Regions from separate parts of the Rattus norvegicus genome. Here region 2 is linked to region 1. Evidence: chromatin contacts called from public Hi-C data. All regions are on one chromosome and are shown on one strand. Each heading gives the region's core, a stretch centred on a gene start, on an enhancer-like site or on the middle of the called end of the contact. The rest is flanking DNA. Distances are from core to core; before and after follow the strand shown. Region 1 holds the start of Gng11 (G protein subunit gamma 11). Region 2 has its middle 89 kb from the start of Col1a2.

Evidence for each region. A called contact is a pair of places that touch in the nucleus more often than the background predicts.
Region 2: a Hi-C map of Schwann cells shows a contact between it and region 1, with 9 times the contacts expected there. The contact joins the enhancer-like site here to the promoter of Gng11 in region 1. A contact is called at or near these places in 2 of 12 Hi-C or Micro-C datasets (Schwann cells and psoas muscle).

The regions. Positions count from the first base shown.
Region 1 is chr4:32,975,605-32,980,452 of GRCr8, reverse strand. It overlaps Gng11 (G protein subunit gamma 11), which reads right to left and starts at 2,772. Exons shown (of 2, transcript NM_022396.2): 1 at 2,368-2,772. The coding sequence starts at 2,463.
Region 2 is chr4:33,426,961-33,431,808 of GRCr8, reverse strand. No RefSeq gene overlaps it. Among named protein-coding and RNA genes, the nearest start is that of Col1a2, 89 kb to the left of the region's middle. Within about 2 kb of position 2,503, at least 16 of the 93 cell types and tissues checked have an H3K27ac peak or open chromatin away from gene starts, as enhancers often do. A contact at or near this core is called in Schwann cells, where this site is marked.

The sequences.
Region 1 (4,848 bases), core at 1,523-4,022:
GCTGGGGTTCTGAAAATATCCATAATCTCGAAAAGTGGGTAATTGCTCCTTCTAGGATCGAGAGAGTACATCTGACCAATAATTAATTAGCTGCAGCCAGATGTAACCTGTGTATCTGGGTTTGGCCTGAGCAGAGCACATAGCCCAGGTGTCAACCAAGGATTGAAAGGCTGATCTGGAAGATGCTGGGGAAAGACAACTGAAGTACCTGCCTTAAGGGTCCTCTGTGGCTGTAAGTGAGGACCTGGCTTCTTCTCTGGGACAAAGGGGTTTTGTGTCTTTCAAGTGAGGGGTTGAGTGTAATCCAAGCACCACAGTGCTTGCCCAGCATCAATATAATCCTCTATACTGAAAATAAAACATTTGGGAACTGGAAGGAGTTCCACAATCCTCTTCGTGTCTAGGAAGAACCACTCTAAATACTTCTGTCTTCCTAGCAGACACCTAGAATTTTCTGAAATGAGAGACCTGTGATGTAGGGTGTACCCTAGGCCTGCAGTGACTGACTGGGGAAAACTGTAAAAAAAGATGCTTGAGTTTTACGTTGACACACCCAGGATGCTGCCTGATGTCAACTTTGGAACTTGTCCTTTCCTCTAGCCTGTGAATTCGACACAATGATGTAAGACCTTCCAGCTTTGCAAAGGTTAAGCATTATTTAAGCACACACTATACACCATGCTGTTTCATGTGCAATCCCTCTGGCTGACCCTGTCCAAACTGAGGGCTTTGTCATCAGCCAAGACAGCCCCCTCCAAGAAATAACATGATCTGTTAGTCCTATCAACTGGCTTATTCCTCTAATCACATGATTTCTTAAAGTGACAGGAAAAATATGATATCCCACTGTAAAATCTTGGAAGAGTGTGAATTTGTATGAAGCAGGGAGCTGCATTTGAGGGGGTAAATGCGTAAAACTGTAAAACTCAACAACTTCCAGCATCTCCCAGTAACCACTGAGGAGTATTAAGGCTTATCGTGAATGTGTTTGGAGCCTGTTTATATCATCTGCTTCATTTCTGTTCATTTTTTTTGCAAATATTAAAGTGTGAACAGAAGGTAAAAATCAAAGAGCCTGAGGTGTGACTCAGAGGTGACCACATACACAGTGCCTGAAGTTTGAACCCTAGTAACCCCAAACTATTACAAACAACATCAGCCCATAAAAAAAGGCTGGAAGAAGCTGAGGAGGAGGACGACCTCATAGGAAGACCAGCGGTCTCAACTAACAGGGACCCCTGAGATCTCTCAGACACTGAGTCACCAACCAGGCAGCAAGCACTAGTTGGTAGAGCCCCAGCCCCACCCCCACTGGACACATCTACAGCAGAGGACTACCTGGTCTGGCCTTAGTGAGAGAAGATGCCCCTAACCCTGGAGAGACTTGAAGCCCCAGGAAGTGGCAAGTCCTGGCATGGGGTGGGGGGATGTGGATCTGGGAGAGGGCAGACTGACCAGGACCATAAAAACGTAAAAGTAATAATAATAAAAGAAACAACGTCAGTTCAAATTTTCTTGCTCCGGGGGAAAAGAATACTTTTCTTCAAAGTGAACAAACTATCCAAAAGCCTTTTTCTAAACTACGGATTTCTTGACAGAGAGGGAAAAGAAGTTTAATGTAATAAAGGCCCCTGCCACCAGACAAAAATTGAAGTAGAAATTCCAAGTTATCCATGGAATTTCAGTGAAGACTCCTGAGTGTTTTTTTCTTGACTGGCCAAGGTGGCCTGGAACTCTTGACCCTCCTGCCTCCACCTCCTAAGTGACTGAGAATTATAGGCATGTACCACCACATCCAGCATGTAGCTAGTTGTTTAGTTAGTTAGTTAGTTAGTTAGTTTAGTTTGCAGCCATATGCCGTGCAGTATAAACAAAATTACGTGTTTATAAGTAAATACAGAAAGCACGATATTAATCATTTCACACACTTACAAGACAAATTGGAAATTGCACACAATTGGTAAATAACGGAAACTCAGGCAGCTTGCTCTCAAGACCCAGTGGAATCAGGGTCTTCACAAAATCAAAGCTAAAGTTGGGGGATTTTGAAACGTGGCTTTAGAAAATTTGTCATCCACGATCCTCTGCAGGATGGAAGGTAGCTGCCCGTTTTGGGATTTGTTTGTCTCCCCTGTTTGGGACTGTGTCTTGATGACATTTGGCTTTATATATAAATCCCTTCTTAGTTCCTGGTTCTTCTCACCTTTTGCAATTTCCCCATATTATTTAGCAGCTGCCAGCCTCCTTAAAGCCCCCTTAAAGAGAAGCTTCCAGAAGAAGAGACACCCCCTCCCCCATAGTTTATTCTGGTAATCCTGACCTTGGCTCATTTCTGAGAGGGGATTCTGGAATAGGCAGCCAGCTTACCTGTTGTCTCTGCAACTTCACTTCTTTGCGAAGTTGCTCAACCTCCATCTTCAGTTTTTCCTTTTCCGGCAGATCCTCAATGTGAAGGGCGGGCATCTTTGCCCCAGAGCTGGGCCCAGAAGTCACTTGTGCAAGGCAGCCACTGGAAGCGCCTAGAACTGGGACGCTTCCCCAAATACCGGCGGGCCGAGGCTACCCGCCCTCCGTGCGCAGGACGTGACTGGCTCGAACCGCAGCTCTCAGCTCCCCGGGGGCTCAGCTTCCTGCCCAAGCCTGCTCCCGATGGCCTTTCCCAGACTCCAAGCAACCTCAGGGCGGCTTCTCCAGGCTCTACCAGCCCTTTAGCCTGGCAGCTTGCAGAGGGTTAAGTTTGAGACATCTTCCTGGCTGCTCCTGGAAGGCTGCAGACCCTGCAGAACCAGGTCACAGATCTGGGCAGGACTGGCTCAGGACCCTTGCCACGCCCAGGGGAGTTGCTGCTGGGCTGGAGACAAAAGTTTTACTTTTGTTCCTTTAGTGTGTGTGTGTGTGTGTGTGTGTGTCCATGTCCAACTTACATCCGGGTTTTGTTTAAAGCCAGGAAAAGGACACTCACTACTCAGCAGGAAATAACTAATGGTCCTTCACCTCTCCAAGTTTTAAAAATACACAGCATGTAACTTTTCCATATGCGTAGTGGGAAAGTGGATATTTGGGGGAAAAGAGAGAGTAACATGGAACCTAGCTAGGTTTCAGAAGCATACACTAGAATTGTGTTGACACATTCCATATGGCTTCCTAAAAGCTCAAAAAGGCCTTTCACAAAAATATGTTTAGAGGAAAGAAGCGGTTTGAGATGCGGGTGTTTCCTGTCGTTAAATGACCATCTGAATTCTCAATAATAGAATTTCACTTTTGGGGAAGGAAGATGCTGTGTAACTCTGGGAGGATAAGAGGACACCACGAGAAGTCTAACCAAGGCTCAAAACCCCCTCCAGAGTTTCTACCACCCCTTCAAGGCTTGGGAATAACCCTCTACAGGAAGGGGAAAAGGGCAGTTTTCTTGCTTTTAAAGTTTTGAATTCCTGGCGGACTTCCTTTTCTGGATGTCAGCAGCAGAGTCACTTAGGAGAGTTTTTCCTACATTCTGGAAAGCGTGGTTCACAAAGTGCAGCCTTGGACAGCCAGGAAAGTGTCTACTGGGAAATATTTAAGCAGGCAAGGTCAACCTTTCACTAGTTCCCTCGGTCATAGTGCTCAAAGACGAGAAGTAAAGTACAATGTATATGAAGGAAACCTGCCCTTGCTGTACATCACGTCCCTTTTTTCCCAGAGACAACCTCCCAACTAATTTGAATGAAGAGTGGAGCCCTTAACTGAATCAGGATACCCGACCTCAGACACCCGTTATTGTTTAGTGAGCACGAACTTTGCACAGTTTCTCACTAGGCTCTGCTGACCATACTCGCTGAATATATTAACATGAAAAGGACAATGTGCTATTTAATGAGTGCTGCTTGGTACTCCTTCCAACTCTCCCCAAAGCCAGCAGAGTGAAAGTCACTGCAAGTTTTCTAATTTTAAAATTATGAGTCAGGGAAGGGAGTGAGATGCTGAGGTATGTGGTGCCTCTACGACGACCTAAACACGTTCAATCTTTTTCACAAAGGAAATATTTAGACGCCCAACTTTCTGTATTTGAATTACCAGAATCTTGCAGGTTTAGAGTTGGACTATCTGGCCAAGTTTGGCTTGTTAGTGAATTGTCAAAACAAACTCATGTCTGTCTGAAGAGCCCAGTCCTTGTTTTAAACCCCCTATTTCTTAACTTGAAAAGGTTGGCTAAAAATAGCTTAAGGAAAGCTAGTGAAAGTAACTTAGATGAACGTGGGCTAAAGAAAATAAATCCTATACCAAAATTAGGTAAGTTGGGGTTGGGGATTTAGCTCAGTGGTAGAGCGCTTGCCTAGCAAGCACAAGGCCCTGGGTTCGGTCCCCAGCTCCGAAAAAAAAAAATTAGGTAAGTTGGAGAAGAAAATAAAAGTACGTATGTCTGCATTAAATGATAGACTATTTTGGCTGGTAAATCTCTTCTTTGTTAATCAGCTAGTTTCGTGCAGGGATACATGTTTATAAATCCGTATTGGTTCGTGAGCATTTTCCTCAGTATATGAGACTTCAGTTTTATGTATTCATCTATATTTTTGCTTTCGTTCTCAGAAAATTCACAGCATACCTTTCTGAATGAGGTAATCTAAAATGTGAAAATGTTTCATCGTTAATTTGGTTTTGAGTGGTAAAATGATGATGTAACTTTAAAAATATTGGAGGGACCTGTAGACATCTAACTTTAAGTCCTGAGTTCACCTTCCAGAGATGAGTTACAGTAAGGAGACTTCTTAAGTATCCTTATGGGGAGGCTCCATCACCAATATTCCAAAGGAGTGCCATTGGTTTTAGCTCTTTCCTTCCTGTCACTGTTACTGCCATTGTTCTGAGGAC
Region 2 (4,848 bases), core at 1,254-3,753, 450 kb before region 1:
CCCGTGGGTGATGGGCAGTCCTGTTTGGTCGAGCATCCATGGGGTGTTCAGAGAGATGGCGAGGCTGCAAACTGACTTCTTAAGTGCTGCTTCCCTATAAGACTGAGGGAATTGGGAGTGGGGATAAAGGGTGTGCTGCTCTCTGTGGGACTGACCGTAGATCTTAAGAGCGTGCTTTCCAGCGAGGGAGACCCTATTCTGACCGCACATTACTTTAAGCTAACGTGGCAGACTGGCTGGGAGGTGGCTACTGGAGCAGGGCCCTGAAACACTGAGTAATTCTAGGATGGCTGGGACTGAAGGCGGCATTCCAGACACTTCCACGTTGCCTTAATGCTTAAAAAAAGAGGAAAAGAAAAAAATATCCGTCCACTCCCCAGGCCAAGTAGTGGGAGGCAGAGCCTTGGCTCAGAAACAAGACCCATCCCTTTTATGGAAGGACATTGCTGGAAAGTTCCACCACAGAGGGAAGCTGGGGCTAGCTCTGTATACTTTACTGAAGGGGGGGAGGACCACTTGAGGAGGCGACTGATGCGGGTGGGAGTGGTCGAAGGGAGCCCCGCTTATTTTCCTCCAGATTCTCTATCTACGTCATTCTTGACTTATGAGAAAGGCTTGAAAGCCATTGTCGAATCTCCTCCGAGGAAACGACTGAACACTTTTAGGGAACTTCCAGAGTTGTGTTAGGAACTGTGGATTGCCGAAGAAAGGGAAGGAAACAAAAAGAAAAACAAAAACAAAACAAAACAAAAAAACAGAACATGGGATTTAAAAGAAGCAAAACGAAATTTATCGCATACCAAATTCTATGTCTAACGAAACAGCACAGCCAAGAAAAACTGGCCGCTGTCACTGTCCTCTGGATGGGTGTTTATTTATTGGAGAAGACGAAGCTACAATTAAAGGAGGGAAGGGGCCCACGTCACGATGTTATTGGAGTCAAGCAGATTGACTGCCTGGAGTGACAGGCCTGGCTGTGTGGAGCACGGAGGCCACGGGTGGGGTCAGAGACTCGAGAACATCCAAAGCACAGACGCAGCCTGAGTATCGATTTTAAATTGAATTCCAGGTTTTAGTGCAATTAAAAGCTACTGCGAGGATTTGAGGAGAGAAATGGTTTGATCAAATTATTAGAGCAGCATGGTTTTTATATTAATTAAGACGGACCAGGGGGATGAGAGGATCAGCAAGCGAGGTAATTCACTAACCGAATAAGCTCGGGAGCCCAGAAGGCCTTTGTGAAATCGACAAATTAAAGCTACAGTGTTGTCTGACATTACAGGCAAGAAATGGTTTTTTTTCTCCCTTCATTAATTTTATCTGATTCACTCAACTTGTTAGTTCTGACAGACTCGGATCATCAGCCTGATTACTTCCCTTTCATCCGTCTATAAACACCAGCACCACACCGTTTGTTTTGTTCGGTTATGGGTATGTTCTGGTCCACAGGTGAAGCAAAAATGACAAGCGAAATGTGCGGATGAAGGGTATGGGGTTGTTTTACTACCTTATCTCAAAGAGGGGAGTTTGTGTGTCTTTCCCTCATCAACAGCCTTAGTCCGATTGGGGATTTTTAGTCTGAAATCTGAATGTGCTTATCAGCTGGGAAAAATCTGACATTTATCGTCATTTATCGTGTGTGTGTGTGTGTGTGTGTGTGTGTGTGTGTGTGTTTGTGTATGTATGTATGTGTGTGAGAGAGAGAGAGAGACAGAGACAGAGACAGAGAGCCAGATAGACAGATAGACGAGAGACAGAGAGACAGAGACACATAGAGAGAGACACACAGAGAGAGACAGAGAGAGAAAGGGGGAGAAAAATTGGCAGTATTATTGAGCAACAAGTTTGCTTATTTATTGCTTCAATCCACCCCCACCCCCCCACTCCAGGTTGCAGACTTTCTCATGAGCCCCCAAGGGACATCTGGCTAATTTTTAAAAGATAATTTTCCAAAGTACTGCCTCTCACCATAGAAAATGCCATCGAATATGCCACGTAGGTTTTCTGGGTCATAAAGGCTGAGGAAAACCAGTTGGTTACGTTTGCAGCTTTTTTCTTTTTGCGGTTCTGGGTGGTACAGCCCAGTTGCCAACGTTATCCGTTCCTCCTTCTGGGAACAGCCTTAATTGTACTTGGCTTGGCTGACACAAAAGGCCTCTGAAAAATATGAGGCTGATCCCTCTAGTGTTGCTTTGTGAAGACTACAGTACTGAGTACTGGATAGAGGAACACAGCGGCAGAGTGCAGAGAGTGGCTGGAAAATCAATCTGCTTTAAAACACATTGTTGCAATGTCTTTCTACAAAATGTCATGGAACAGTACAGGGTTTCTAGCCAGAGAAAATGCAGGCCCGTTGCTACATCTGCAAGGACAGGATGGATGTTCATTGTTGAGACTTACCAGAAGGAACAGGAAAGAATTGAAATCATGTTGGCCAGAGTTACCAGAGGAGCCAGAGCAACTAAACTTGCCTTGCTTTCAGAAATGAATTCACAATCCTGGTTAGGACTGTCTGGCTACATTTACAGGCTTCCACCGTCATAAAAAGAGATGAGATTTCATACACTTCTGCAATCTTTCTCTGACGCCCCCTGATGTTCATACCCTTGTATGTATCTTCTTCCTGTTTTTCTTTGACATTTTCTTTTACGTTCAGACATTTGTTAAACTGCTCTTCTGTTCCAGACACCGAAGATAGAAAAATGATAAGATACAGTCACTTGCCTGGACATACTTTATCATCCCTCTGGGTGACAAACTCTTAGTGACAATAGAGATTTATATGTACTGCCCAGGACACAGGGGAAATGGTATTAATTATTAACGCTAGTTATAGTTATCAAGGAAGATGAGAGATTTGAGCTGTGGTCTGAAGCATAAGCAGATGTTAGAGTCCTCATTAGAGGCAATTCATTGTTGGACATCATTGACTGATCCTTGGTCAATACCAGTTTGGTCCAGTTTCTGGGGAAATCCATTATGTGCTATGGGCAGCTAGTTTTTTTTTTTTTGTTTTTGTTTTTTCTTGTTTTTTTTTTTTTTTTTGGTTTGTGTGTGTGTGTGTGTGTGTGTGTGTGTGTGTGTGTGTGTGTGTTTTGTTTGTTGATGATGATATAAGCCTCAGTTCTTCCTCCACAGCAATTCTTTTCTGTTCCAGTGTCCCTTACTCTGCATGTGCAATAAAAGGAGCTCCATGGCAGAAAGGCCAGCTCTCCCTTAAAGGAACGTAAAATAAAACTGGGTGCTTTTAGACTGCAGCAGCTCTGGGTTCCAGCAGAAAGGGGGTGGGTGATAGTGTCACAAGGGGGACCCTGATCCCTTGTGGAGATAGAAGTGGGGTCTGTTAGAGGGAGTCAAGTTATTAGAAATGATTTTATTTTAGAGTCTCTTTCGGTTGTAAGAGCCTATAAACAAAATTTCATATTTATGTCTAAAAAGGACTAATTACCCCAGAGAGTCTTGATGAGCTCAAACCCACCTTGTAGCCCAGCACACATGATATAGTCACCAGACATCACCTTACAAATCCTTTAGAAAAATGACACCCCGCCATGGTCATCCTGTTATTGGCAATGAGGTTGATAGGGAAATTCATAAGCATGCAGGCAGTTTACAAAGGCTCTCTTGGCTTGTAGCAAAACAAATCAAGATCATTTTTGTATATTACATAAGACATATTATCAACAGTCACTGCATTTACATTTGGACATGTGCAGTCAAAACCAAACCACAGTCACAAAGTCTAGGAGCATATTAAGGGTCCTAAGAAATTGTGGGATGCAAAATTAGGCCATGATTCAGTGTGAATGAATGTCAATAGAGTATGCAAACTATATTTTATATGCTGTTAAGGGTAATGCTATTATTGTTTTATGAAGACTTAACTCTAGTATTTTAGTAGCACTCTGTGATTATAAGAACAATACAGTTTAATAGCCAAGGTATCAGAGTATGAACACAATGAAATTACTCACATGGGAAATGCCACTGGAGGCGGGATTGAACTACAGAGTAAATAGAAAAGCTGAGAAGCAGGGATATAAGTGAATGCTGCTTGCTTCTTGTTCTAGTGTTCACTGGACACCAGAGCTTCCTCTCCTCTCTCTTCTGTACTGAGATGACGCTGAAACACGGGCAGCACCCTGGGACCTTCAGGATTTTGACTCCTCGGTGAAATCACAGTTCACGCTGCTACAATCATCCCTCCCATCTAAGAAACTTTTCATCTTCCATCTCAGAACAGATGGTGCCCAAAATTAACTCTGAAACAATAATTGTAAAAACTGAAAGGAAATGTACCTTTTGTAGGCGTCCAGGCATTAAACATAGAGGGAGCATAACACATGAGAAACATACGTTAGGCAAGGATGCCCCATTTTTCTGCACTGTCGAACTTCCAAGAACATGTTTTCTATAAACTCAGTCAAGCTCAGGGGCATCTTTAGAGGGTCCCTTGTCTCCCAATGTTGCGTTCTGTCTTTCTCTTTTTCTTTTATAAATATTTTTAAAAATGTAATCCCATCTATACATATTTATATTCTTTTTACACTACAGTTTCTTTGTGTACATATTATGTCTTTTAAATTAGTGGGTTTTTTTTGTTTTTTTTTTATGGGAGTGTGAGGATGAGTAGGTCTGTTTCTTGTGTCTTCTCTTGGGCTCTTCTTCTGCTGTTTGCTCTATTCAGTTCCAATGTGCTAGTTTTGGTTTTATCTGATTGCATTTTATTTTATTATTATTCCTTCAACAATAATCTCTTTGTTTATTTTTTTTCTACTGAGAAGCAGGAAGGGGGTGGATTCAGATGGGAGGGAGATGGGGAGGAACTGGGAGGAGCAGAGGGAGGGG